3 separate regions of the Mus musculus genome follow, and all the other regions are linked to region 1. A link is a contact called in public Micro-C and promoter capture Hi-C data. All regions are on one chromosome and are shown on one strand. Each heading gives the region's core, a stretch centred on a gene start, on an enhancer-like site or on the middle of the called end of the contact. The rest is flanking DNA. Distances are from core to core; before and after follow the strand shown. Region 1 holds the start of Map3k15 (mitogen-activated protein kinase kinase kinase 15). Region 2 overlaps Gm39546 (a long non-coding RNA gene). Region 3 holds the start of Adgrg2 (adhesion G protein-coupled receptor G2).

Region 1 (4,120 bases), core at 524-3,023:
TTGGTAGAACTTACCAAACATGCAAAAGCACCGAGTTTTATTAACACAACTTAGACACCCAACCTGCTACAAGACAGCATACCATGAACACTTTGAAAACAACTCCCAAAGCTCATATGCTTTCAGGTTTAAGTTAGACACTGTTACTTCCACTTAACCAGTGGAAAAACTTAAGGCACAAACATTCCCTGGTCATTACTGTGTCACATACAATGCTGATGAATATCATCCAGGGTCCACAGATTTATCCCCAAAGGTTAAGTAAGAAAAGCAATGGAAGAAACTTGAAAACCGGATGGTTAGGTCACACTCAGCACAGCGAGCCTGCATCTAGCAATGGTTTACATTAAGAGATTAAAACATCACATAGCCGTAGATTACACAACACCATGCTTGTCAGGCAGTAACTTGCCACTCTCTGGTTGTAGGATGGACTCCCCTGTAAGAATTAAAACACTCTGAAGGCCTCACGTTGGGTGTCATTGGTCTAAAATAGATAGGATTTGTTTGTTTGTTTGAGGGAGAGTCTCACTTTGTAGCCTAGGCTGGCCCCAAACTCCATATGTCCCAGAGGCTGGCCTTGAATTTGCAATCCTCCCACCTCTGTTTCCTGGGATTAGATGAGTGATCTGTCTTAAGTTAATTAGTTTTAACAGCTATCCCAGATGACTATAATAACCAGCCTGCATTAGGGATATATGTCAGAAGAAAACAAACTGGAGGACGGACTCAACATCTTGTTGGTGGCGCTCAACCTTCCTAATGGTTTAATACAGTTTCTCTTGTTGTGGTGACCCCCCAAGCAGAAGGTTATTTCGTTGCTACTTTATAACTATAATTTTACTTGTTATGAATTACAAAGTAACTATCTGATAGGAGACCCCTGTGGGGGGAGAACCGCCATCTTAGGCGATAGTGTGTTTCTTGGGTTGTTGGCTATTATTAAAAGAAAAATAAATGATGAAATGGGTCTAAGTGCCTATGGTCACTCTTTATCTGTCCAAGGGCTCCTTCCTTGTTCTACACTGTCCAGGAGGTAAGAGATTGGTCCTGAGCATCACCGATGGCAGGATGGAGGGGGAACTGGAGGAGAGAGCCAGGGGGAGAGAGTGGAGGGGTGGCAGGGCTTGTGAGAAGGCCATGGGAAGCCAAGGGTGGCCCCAGCCCTCACCTGCATCGTAGAAGGCATCGAGCACGGCCGTCTCCCCGAAGTCGAGCTCCCCGAAGGGGACGGAGGTGAGGTGGGCGCCCTCGGCTTCGCAAGCCCGAAGCAGGCACTTGAGCGCCCCGGCCTCGGGGCCGCCGCCGGCGGCTGCCCCCTGCGAACTTTCGCTGCGCACGTAGACAGCCCGCAGAGCCCGGCGTGGCCCGCGCCCGCCCTCGGCCTCGCCGCCCGCCGCGTCCCCCGTGCTCTCGGGCTCCGCCAGCCCCGCCGCGCCCTCGGGCCCCGGGGGCAGCCTGCCCTGGGGCGGCTCGCCGGCTTCCTCCGGAGCCTCGGCAGGGACTGGCCCGCCGCCGCCGCCGCTGCCGCCGCCGCCCTCCATGTGACTGGCCCGCGGGGCTGGCGGCTTCGAAGCCCAGGTGCTCTTCCCCGAGACACCTGCTGCACAGGCGGATGACGGACGGGCGGACCGGAGGACGGACGGCGGCCGCAGGGAGCCGGAGCAGGGGGCGGGCGCAGAGGCCGGGGCGGGCAGGTGACCACGGGTTCTCCGGCGGCCGGCGGAGCGGAGCTCAGGGCCGGCTTGCCCCGAGCGCCCTTTGAAAGCCCGCGAGAAAGAGGCGGGGGCTCCGACGTCAGGACGGGCGGAGGGGGCGCTGCCGAGAGCCTCGGGGCAGCAACGCCAAGGGCGCCCCCTGCCGGCTCCCCCGCGCAGCGCCCCCAGCCCGGACGCCGGCCGAGGCGAGGATTGCAGGGCTCAGCTCGATTTGGCTCTCCTTGGGTCCTCCCCTCGTTCTTCCTTTGAACTACTGTTACAAACTCGTTTCCTTGGCTTCCTTCCTTTTTTCCTTCCTTCGTTCTTTCCTTCTTTCCTCCCTCCCTGACTTCCTCCCTTTCTTCCTTCCTTCCTTCATTCCTTCCTCCCTCCCTTTCTCTATCTTTCCTCCCCCTCTTTTTTTTTCTTTCATCATTTTTCCCCGCCCCCACGCCTGCCCACCAAACAAGTTGAAGCTTTCAACCACAGTAGACTTTCAAGGCACTAATTGGATATTGATAATCAGTTCCAAACTAAGTGCACATGCAGCTTTAACTCTACATCAGGAGGATGAGCAATGCCTCATTTGGCACTCGCCACTGTCCAGGACATAACCTCCCTGAGCCCTGTCTTGCAGCCTTATTTGTCTTGACTTTGGTAGTGACCTTGACAAGGTATGGGGAGGGTGCTGGCAAGCCAACATTTGTTTGCCTGGGAAATACACTCCCGTAAAAGTGCGCTGCCTACCTGACCTCTGAAATACTAAGGCTCCAAAGAGGTCTCCACTGCATCTCTGCAGCTCACCATTTTAGTCTCCAGCATTACATTATATTTAAACAATAAAATGCACTACAAGTTGTCATGTGGTGGTGGAGTTGTCTTTTTAACAGCTGCTTCTAGGTATAATTTACAAACCACCTAGAACAAAATGGCTGGCTGGATCTTTAGTGTAGTCCCAGTTCTGTGTCCATCACGACAACTTTTAGAATGCCTGAACACTCCACTACCCACCCCACCTGCACCCCCACTACCTTTTAGAAATCACTTTTTATTCCGTCCTCTGAAATAACCAGCCCTTAGCAAACCATCAGCCCTGGCTCTCTATTTGCCTTGTCTGTACATTTCCTATACTGGATGGAATCAAAGTGTGAAAATGGGTTTTCATTTGCTTTGTATTCAGTGCTAAGAGGAGAATGTCTGGGTTGCATGAAGGATATGTTTAACCTTTGAAGAAATTCACTGCTTTCCAAAGTGGTTGCATCATTTCGCATTCCCATGGAAGTGTAGAAGTGTTCCATTTCCTCTATAACCCCAGCAACACTTGTGACTGTCTCTTTCTTCATTACAGCTCCTAGTGGGTACTAGAACTCATTCTGATTTCGAGTTGCAATTCCCTGTTGGCTAAAGGTGATCAGCATCTTGTTCTACACTCCTGTCTCATTCATGTAACTTCTTTGGAATATTATCTATCTAGGCCATTTGCCAACTTTTTAATTGTTTTGTTTTGTCCATGCAAGTGCATGCACGCATTCGTGTGGAGGCCAGAAGACTCTGGGTGGTATATGGCAGGCGCCATCCACACCATCCAATTTGGCTTTGAGACAGGTTCTCTCTCTGGCCGGGAACTCACCAAGTAGGCTGGTCTGACTGCCCAAAGAGCCTGCCTGGCTCCACCTCACCAGTGCTATGGCTCAACCCCCCCCCCCCCCAAATAAAAAGATAGTGAAAATATCCATGGAAATGCTACAAGAAATCCTTCCCTAGTTCCAGCCTTAGTAGAAATCAGGAACATTATGAGTGGTGGCATTGTGTCTCTGAGGAAATGTGTGAGAACACTCAGGCAGGACTTGGAAAAACTTTCAACACCTGTTCTGTTCTAAGAATTTTTTTTTTTTTTTAGTATGGTGCTATACAAGGACACATGTGTTCCTTGCAACCTTGCAATGCACAATAGTAGTAATTTTCCTAATGTGCTTGTTCATCTGAAATTACTCCAGTGACTGGCACAGCCTTTCAAAGGGCAAAGTCACACATTTGAAACCCCTTTTGCCGGTGTCTGTTGTCTTCGCAGCAATCTTCTCCAATTCCTCTCAGAGCTCTCTGGGGCCTGGCTGCTGGAGCGAAAAGCCCGGGAGTTGGGAATTATGGCTTGAATAACATCTTTCTCTAAATCCAAACCCTGCCGAGAAAAGAACCTACCATTTACCCAGCTAACAAGCACCTTCCCTGAAGTTGGCACACACAGCCACTAGCCCATTGTCTCCAGCAATTTGTACACATGAAGCAGGCCTCATTGGCCAATGTCCTTCCAGCTCCCTCTAGCCCCTCCGGGGAGAAAATTGCAAAATGCTGCCTTAGTCTTGCCTGTTTAGTTGAACAGGTATTCTTTTCTCCATCGTGCCTTGCTCCTCACTAAAAGGCAT
Region 2 (4,120 bases), core at 681-3,180, 480 kb after region 1:
TTGCTTTGAGGAGGGGTCCAAACCTCATCCCCCCTAGTCACTGTCTTCTCCCAGGGCTAACTAACATCTTCGCCGTCTGGGGCTACTTTTTCCAAGGCCTGGGATTTCCTACCCCTGGATTCCATTTGTTAGCTCACTCTTGAGTCCAGTGGCCCTTCTCTTTGCAATATGCACACCAGGTCTTTTCAAGGGGGTTTCTGTCTCTCTTTTGGTTGGAGTCTCTCTTCTCTGCATTCCCGGACTACTGTATCCACGATTCTCTGTAAATTCCTTTTCTGTTACCTTTCTTTTTTTTCATCTCCCTTTCATCCTCTTCCTTTCTCTTTCTCTTTCTCTTTCTCTTTCTCTTTCTCTTTCTCTTTCTCTTTCTCTCTCTGCTCCTTCTCCTCCTCTGTCTCCCTGTTACAGTAGACTTTCTCAGCAACCTGCACTAAATCCCTCAGTGATTTATCCTGCAGTTCCTCTAGCCTCTGAAGCCTTTTCCCGCTACCTCTACTAGCCTGGTCTATAAAAGCCATAGTCACAGTAGCTTTGTGCTTCTCACTGCTGGGGTCATAGGGTGTATATTGGAAGAATGCCTCCATGAGCTGCTCTAGAAAGGCTGAGAGTGACTCATCTGGTCCCTGCGTAACCTCATGTACCTTGGTCAAATTGGTGGGTCATTGTGTGGCCCCCTTGAGATCTGCCAACAAAGCCTGATGGTAGACCTTCAGGTGCCCCTTATCTTCTGCTGTATTAAAGTCCCAGCCAGGTCTAGTCAGGGGAAACCCACTGTTGATGACAGCCTGGTCAATCGATGGTGCCCCCGTGTCTGAAGGCCATTCTTTCTGGCTTCCTGTATTATCCTCTCTCACTCTTCGGTCGGTCGTGAGGATCACTCTCATGAGTTGTTGGATATCATCCCAGGTGGGCTGATAAATAAATAAAACAGTCTCAAAGAGATTAATCAGCCCCTTGGGGTTATCTAAAAGGAGGGGGATGTTGGGCCTTCCAGTTGTACAAGTTGGCAGAAGAGAGGTGCCAATATTGCATAGCCTGATTGCTCTTGTCTAGAGGTGGGAGAGCCACTGTGGTATCAGGGGAGGTAGTTCTCAGACTTTGGGTCCCCATAGCAGGACCAGTTGGGGGGGATCTCCTCCCACTCCTCCCTCTGGTAAATGGGGGTGCAATAGCACCCTTATGGACTGAGGATCCTGGGACTGGTTCTGGCACTGGTGGGGCCATGGGGGGCAAGGGTAGGGGAATATGGAGGAGAAAGGTCTTGGAGCAAAAGGTCCACTGTTGAAGGGTCTTGGAGGATCGACTTCTTCTCAGGTCCGGATCCCTCCTCCCGTGCTTCCTTTTCCCTGACAGCCAGAACCTGCCAGGTGGGTCTTAGGGAAAGACCCTTTTATCCATGGGGGTAAGGGGAGCCCTCCATGAGATTCTTCCAGGTAACTATATAGGGCACTTGGTCTGGATTCCTGAGGGATCCTGGCCTAAAGACTCTCTCCTCTACTGCTTTGATCACCTGCAAGTCCCTACGGGTGACCACCTTACTCCGAAGTTGGGCCATTCAGAGAAGCAGAGAGTAACTAACTTCTCCTACTACTGACAAGTTTTCTCCTCTTTCCCTAACTTCCCTCCAGTGGTTAACTAGGATGTTTAACCGGGTAGATTCAGTCTGTTTTATGTCCAAAAATAACGTCAGTCCAAGTCCAAGAACACAGAAAAAGACAATCAACACACAGACAGTTCGCCCCTGCCACAGGCACAGAAACCAGGTTATACAGACAGTTCTCGCCCCTGCCATGGGTGTAGAAACCAGGTTATAGCAAGACTTGGTCGGCTTCCACTAATGCTGTGTCTTGCTGCTTCCAAAAGGAGCAGAGTCATCCCAACTCCCTCCGGGGGTGGGGGTGGGGCCTGAAGCGTCCTCCAGATTCCCCAGGGTCAGAGGCACGTTTGCCTGCCGCCATTGACCGCAGCAGACCAGAGGCTTTCCAGCCAATACACTGTGCTTTCGAGCCAAAAGTGAAAGCAAAAGACAGAGAAACGGACACAGACAGACAAACGCTTATGAATAAGCGCCTGCTGTCGTGCTTGGTCTTTTTCCCTCCAATAAGTCTAGTGGGTGGTCACTAGGGGAGTCTCCTCGAATCCTGGATGAAGCTCCCAAATGTAAGACCTCCCCCCCAACCCTCGGTCAATGGTACTTACTTTGCGATGCCCCCTAGTGAGACACTGGGACACAGATCAATGCAAAAGCAAGAGGTTTATTTTCCAGGGTCAACCCTCAATCGGTCCCTTGAGGTGAGTGACAAGAAGGCGACCCTAAATGGCTATTACAAGCAGTTTTTACATCACAGAGACACAGGTTACGTCAGCAAGGTTAACTCTATCGGCTAGCAAGCATGGCCTGCATTGGAACTCTACTGGGACTTTCCCGAGGGTCCAGTGACATCAGTCAGTACATTCTGAGAATTTTTTACTCAAGAAGATTCCAGTGAGTGGAGAATGGAACTTGGCCTAGCCTTGACCGGAGGCAGGTGGGTGTAAGTCTGGCGAAAGCCCCTAGAGCCCTCCAAGAGTCTCCGTCTCCTCCCTAGCAATTGTTTATTTGGAGAGCACTGGTGACCGGCCTGGTATAGGCCTGGTATATCTTGCAGCTCTCAGCTTGGAAATTACAGTTTTTCTGGACTTGTGGTTTTTTTTTTTTTTTTTTTTTTTTTACATCCTGAGTATCATGAGTCCCCTCTTTCTCCTGCAAGGAGTTTTTCTGTTAGTATAAAAATGCTATGGGCTGGTGAGATGGCTCAGTGGGTAAGAGTACCCGACTGCTCTTCCAAAGGTCCGGAGTTCAAATCCCAGCAACCACATGGTGGCTCACAACCATCAGTAATGAGATCTGACGCCCTCTTCTGGTGTGTCTGAAGACAGCTACAGTGTACTTACATACAATAAATAAATAAATCTTTAAAAAAAAACGTTATACAAGTCGGGCAGTGGTGGCGCACACCTTTGATCCAAGCAGTTGGGAGGCAGAGACACGCAGATTTCTGAGTTCCAGGCCAGCCTGGTCTAAAGAGTGAGTTCCAGGACAGCCAGGGCTACACAGAGAAACCCTGTCTCAAAAAACGAAAAAAAAAAAAAGCTATACAACAGAATGTACATACATACATACTAACACATACATACGTGCACATATATACATCTTCCTCTAGAGAATAATGACTATTATATGCTTAAATCAGAAAAAAATTTAAAGGGCAATTAATTCATGCTTTGATATAGGCTTAGGCAAAGTACTCACCATCCATGTCATTTGTTGGAGAAAGAGAGAGATTCAGAGGAAAATTAATAGGTGGGTCTGACGTGTATTGCAGCTCCCCTTCTATGTGGCTTTTTTTGAAAAGGCTGTTAGGAATAAAAAATAAAGTAGGGCAGATAACTCCTTTGTCCCTTGAAAACACTGCTGGCCTAGATTTCCCCAGAGTTTGTGTGTGTGTTCTATTTTAGGTTGTATTGAGTGTGGTCGCAGTATTAACGTCAATGTTTAGATCACACATTGAAAGAGCCACATGTGTTTCCTGCTAATTGTTAATGACAGTTGATGGGTAATGCTGAGCTGGCCTTGACTTCTCCTTTTCTTCTGGCCCGTGATACAAACTTTTTTTTTGGGGGGGGGCATGGTCACTGTTCTTTCTTTTTGTTGTTTTATTTTTTTTATTTTTTTATTTGAGACAAGATTTCATGTAGGCCAAGGCTCACTTTCAACTATTGATCTTCGTATCTCTACTGTCCAATGCAGAGATGAGTTATGCACCACTTGGATAACCTTTACTTTATGCCTCTCTCTCTCTCTCTCTCTCTCTCTGTGTGTGTGTGTGTGTGTGTGTGTGTAGGATTACTGGGAGTCCCGTGTTTGCTCTGCTACAGGGCTCAGGCCGCTCAGGGAGGTGGGACACGGAAAGTTTGACTGCACTGACCCCAGCCACTGCCGTTTGCCGGGCAGGTGTTGGAAGCTTCGGAACACCGCTCCAGGGGTAAGAAGGACAGTCTAAGGTCCTTGGGACTGCAGGAGCTGGCTCGGAGTTCCGGGCCTGCAGGGGGGCCGGAGATGTCTGGTTCCCGGGCTCTT
Region 3 (4,120 bases), core at 856-3,355, 400 kb before region 1:
TTTATCTCCCATTTAATGAAAGTCACCTTGCAGGGATGTGGGAATCTGATCAGGGCTGGCATGGTGCTGAGGCATGGAAAACAATATCCCTGAATAGCTACAAAATTTGGCTGCTTTTTATCCTCCAGCTTTGCATTTGACCCATACGAGCAGCCAAAGAGAGTAAAGTCCAGGTCATTCTAGATCTCACCTAAGCAAAATCTTATAAGCCACTAAAGACCCTGCAAGTAATTTGGAAATAGTACACACCTTTTCAGTTGGCTTACGGATTCTTTTGACACCAAACTTAAATGTATCATGTATTAACAAACTCTTTTAAAATGTTTTGTTGTTGTTGTTGTTATTGTCGCTTTTGAGATAGGGTCTCATGTAACCAAAGCTGGCCTTATATACACTACATAGCCAAAGAAGACCTTAAAATCCTGATCCTCCGGCCTCAACTTTCCCAGAGCTGGGGTAATAGATGGGCACCACCATGCTCAGTCATAATTAAGCTTCTTTTAAAATAATGATGCTCAAGAACTTCAAGTCCCTGAAGAAAGAAATTGAAGAAGATCTCAGAAGATAGAAAGATTCCCATGCTCACGGATTGGCACGGTTAATATAGTCAAAATGGCCATCTTGCCGAAAGCAAGAATAATGATGCTCTTAATGCAGCATTAATCATTAATATTAATAGCAAAAGCAACAAATTCTGTCATACCATGCATGACTAGGGTTCCATAAGCTTAAGATAGCCAAGAACTTCAGAATTATGAGAAAAACTGTAGAAGCTATCCTAATCCTTTATCCACCATCCTCACCAAGCCGAAGCCTAAGCAGATCAGACACAGTTCTGATACAAGACAGGATCGACTAGATAATTTGTGGAGCCCAGAACAAAACAAAACCAGATCCTTTTCTTTAAAAAAATAGGAAGAGTTATCACAGCATTACACCAAGTGCATGCAGGTAGCAAGCCGGTGAAGGCAGCTGGCTTTGTTATCAGAGCCTTTTGTGTTTGGAAAGTTGATAAGAAAAGCAAAAATATTTCACTATTAAACAAGTAGCAACTGGTTAATCTGTTTCAGCGTGAGTGTTGTGTGTCTGGGTTAGAGATGAGGTTGGGAAGTCTTCAGAGTTTCGTCTTGTCTCCTGACCTTCCATTTTTTCTTAAGCTTTTCAGCCGGTTGGACAAGAAGCAGTTCTGTAGAGCGGAGCAGTGTGGTCCATGAGGCAGCAGTACCATCTGAAAGCTTGGACAGAAATGCAGACTCTTGGGTCCCACCCCAGACCTACTGAATCAGAGCCTCATTTTAACAAGCTCCCCAAGGGATTCATACATCTGTGCCAGGCCAGACTAGAAGTGTTCTTGTAGAAGCAACCATGGGAGACTTCAGTGTCATGCTTCCTGTGTCTCATATGAGGCGAGTCAGCTCTTTCTTCCACTCACTTTGTACAGGGCTCCGGAATTTTGAAACCCAAGCTCAGGTGGAGACCGTACATCTCAAGACCGATTGCCCCTTTCAGAGGATTATCATTCCTTGGTTCTGGGATGCCAGTCTGGGATGCCTCCTTGCGCTGGGGGCCACCTGTTCTGGGCCCTGCATGTGGGTGCTGTGCCCATTCGACCCATGTGGGTCAAAGGCACATCTACACCTTTCAATTTTACTGGCCACAGGAGGTAAACCGAGTCCTAGGGAGTCGCGCATTAGCAAACCGCCCTCCAGAGTAAAGCTCTTGGTTCCTTTGCCCAGAACGGGGAGGAGGGTCTGAGATCATTTAGAACTTTGCCATTTACAGGTTGCCTTTCACGGATAACTTGGTTACTTTCCCACCGCACGCACTTTCCCACTTACGGAGCCCGGGATCCGCCGGGCTCCAAGCTTTGCCTCTGCCTTTCCAGACGGCCCAAGAGCTCCAGCTCAGAACCGCCAACCCAGGGAGCCACACCAGTCACCCTCCCAGCCATCGAGCCCGCCGGGCCCGTCGCCTGTCCTTGGCTCAGCGGCTTAGGTCTTAAGACCCCTAGGGTTTCAGATACCCTTTCTCGGCGCCACACTCACCTGCGGGTCCCGGTGACCGGTTGGCTGCTGGCGTCCTCGGGCCCTCCTTTTCCCCTTTCTGTCGGGCCGCGTCCCTCCTCCTCCCTCCCGCGGGCTGGGCGCCGCCCCCGCCGCTCCCGGACCACTTGCCCGCCTGCTCTGCAGCTGCCCGGCGTGGCGGGGCGAGCGCTCAGTGTGGCGGGGCTGGGCGTGGAGGTGGGGAGCGGGCGGGGCGCTGACACCGGGAAGCAGCCTCGTGGAGAGCTTCAGCCTAGACAGTGGGGAACCCCTAGGATGCTGGGCGGCTAGCAGGGCGCGATTCCCCACCCAGCCTCCACCCAGTGGCTCACCTTTAGGGGTCGCCTTGATCCCCCAAAGGCCTGGCCCAGGCTACTTTGAGCATCGCATGCTCCTGATAGGTGAAAACCCTCGCCCTTTGCCAGAATATTTCTGAAAGCAGAAACCAGACCTCCCCCCAGAGGACCAGAGTAAAATACCTGGTAAAGAACCATGCTGAGTGGTTTCTGAAAGAAACTATATAATTCACTAGGTAGTAAAAAACTAGGGGTCCTCATCGTTCCTCTGCCTGCTTGGGGGTGGGGGTGGGGGAACACTGGGGGCGGTGTGGCACTATAAGACCTTGCTTTGGCTTCCTATTCCCATGGTCAGCATCTCCACTTTCATAGACTATAAGCTAGGTCTGTAAAACTCAGATCACTTAAACAACTTTTCAAAGGCCCATTTAACAGACAGAATTCTGGAATAAGGTTTCCACAGTATTGACTCTCAGGTAGAGACCAGGAGAAAATATAAGCTGTCCGAATTTCCTTCCTGGTTCTTTCCAGTCAAGAAATGCCTATAGTTGCAAAGTGCTTTACAATATGAAAGCACAATTCTGATTTCTTATAACGTGCAGGGAAATAGAGCATTTTTTTTCTTTATGACCAAAATTGGATTTTGATTTGAATTCACAATCCTGGGGATCTGCTATTTATAAAGGGCAAATCTGAAGAGTAGGGTGACTGAGTCTGCTACATCAGCCCCATTGAACAAAGCTCAGGGTATACATTCTGCCTGGCAGGATGGGTTGTATTTGTTTTACAAACACCAAGTTATTAACACTCACAACAGTCTAGCTGGAGAAATGAATGGGCAGTGTTTTCAGACAGACTTTTGCCTGGATGGATTAAGGGAGAGTTGGTGGAGAAGAGGAAGCACATCCAGGTTACATAACAAGCCAGAAGTTGTGGCTGGAAGTGGGGAGTATATTTAAGAAACAGACTGCATGTCATTCCAAAGGGTTAAAATGGTTGTGTTTGTCTTATTATAAAACAGACTCCATAGCATATAGAGCCACAAGAATTCTTATACAAAGCTAGTTGGATGTAAATTGCTTTTAGCGCTTTAGAGCTCTGTCAGGATGTACTAAAGTGAGTACCACTATTGTATGACAAGCAATTCCCCCTTAGATTCAGCCTCAACAGAAATGAGTTGTATGTTTACCAAGAGAGATGAGTAAGGATATCACAGCACAGTATTTGTGTTACTTAGAACATGCCCAAATGCCCATTGGCCATAGAACAAACTGAGGGTCAGCCTGGTAGTATAACCCCAGATATCCTGGAAACTAGGGCAAGGGATAGTGAATTCAAGGCAAGGCCAGTATGGGCTACATAGTGAGTTCAAGGACAGTCTGGGCAACTTAGTGAGAGCCCCCTCCAAAGAAAAAGTAAAAAGAAGTCTGAAGATGTCACCTAGTGGTATTAATATTAGCACTTGCATAGTATGTGTGAGGGCCTAGATTCAATCCCTACCACTGAAAATTCAATGAAATGTGGTGGTGGTGGTGGTGGTGGTGGTGGTGGTGGTGGTGGTGGTAGTGCTGGTGTTGCTGGTGGTGGTGCTGGTGGTGGTATCACCACAAACTAGGATACCAGGCTGCCAATGAGAATGTATGGACCACTGCTGTGCAAGGCATGGGTGGAACTCATAAAGAACGGAAGTGAAGGAAGTCAAACAGCCATATATTTTGGTTCTGCTCACCACTGATATGTGCTGTCAGGAGTCAAGATAGTGGTCACTAGTGAGCTAGAGGG

What was found. Promoter capture Hi-C pulls out the DNA fragments that hold promoters and counts their contacts. Hi-C and Micro-C count contacts between places; a contact is called where the count stands out from the background.
Region 2: a promoter capture Hi-C map of embryonic stem cells shows a contact between it and region 1, with 4 times the contacts expected there. The contact joins the enhancer-like site here to the promoter of Map3k15 in region 1. A contact is called at or near these places in 4 of 39 promoter capture datasets (the 3T3-L1 cell line, the C10 cell line, embryonic stem cells and 1 more) and 1 of 9 other capture datasets (adipose tissue).
Region 3: a Micro-C map of embryonic stem cells shows a contact between it and region 1, with 5 times the contacts expected there. The contact joins the promoter of Adgrg2 here to the promoter of Map3k15 in region 1. A contact is called at or near these places in 3 of 39 promoter capture datasets (the SN4741 cell line and embryonic stem cells) and 1 of 484 Hi-C or Micro-C datasets (embryonic stem cells).

Annotation. Positions count from the first base shown.
Region 1 is chrX:159,985,857-159,989,976 of GRCm38.p6, reverse strand. Map3k15 (mitogen-activated protein kinase kinase kinase 15) reads right to left here and starts at 1,773. Exons shown (of 29, transcript NM_001163085.4): 1 at 1,172-1,773. The coding sequence starts at 1,544.
Region 2 is chrX:159,508,626-159,512,745 of GRCm38.p6, reverse strand. It overlaps Gm39546 (a long non-coding RNA gene), which reads left to right. Exons shown (of 3, transcript XR_878290.2): 2 at 3,885-4,025. Among named protein-coding and RNA genes, the nearest start is that of Gm39546, 5.9 kb to the left of the region's middle. Within about 2 kb of position 1,930, at least 79 of the 459 cell types and tissues checked have an H3K27ac peak or open chromatin away from gene starts, as enhancers often do. A contact at or near this core is called in embryonic stem cells and pre-B cells, where this site is marked.
Region 3 is chrX:160,388,675-160,392,794 of GRCm38.p6, reverse strand. Adgrg2 (adhesion G protein-coupled receptor G2) reads right to left here and starts at 2,105. Exons shown (of 28, transcript NM_178712.4): 1 at 2,046-2,105.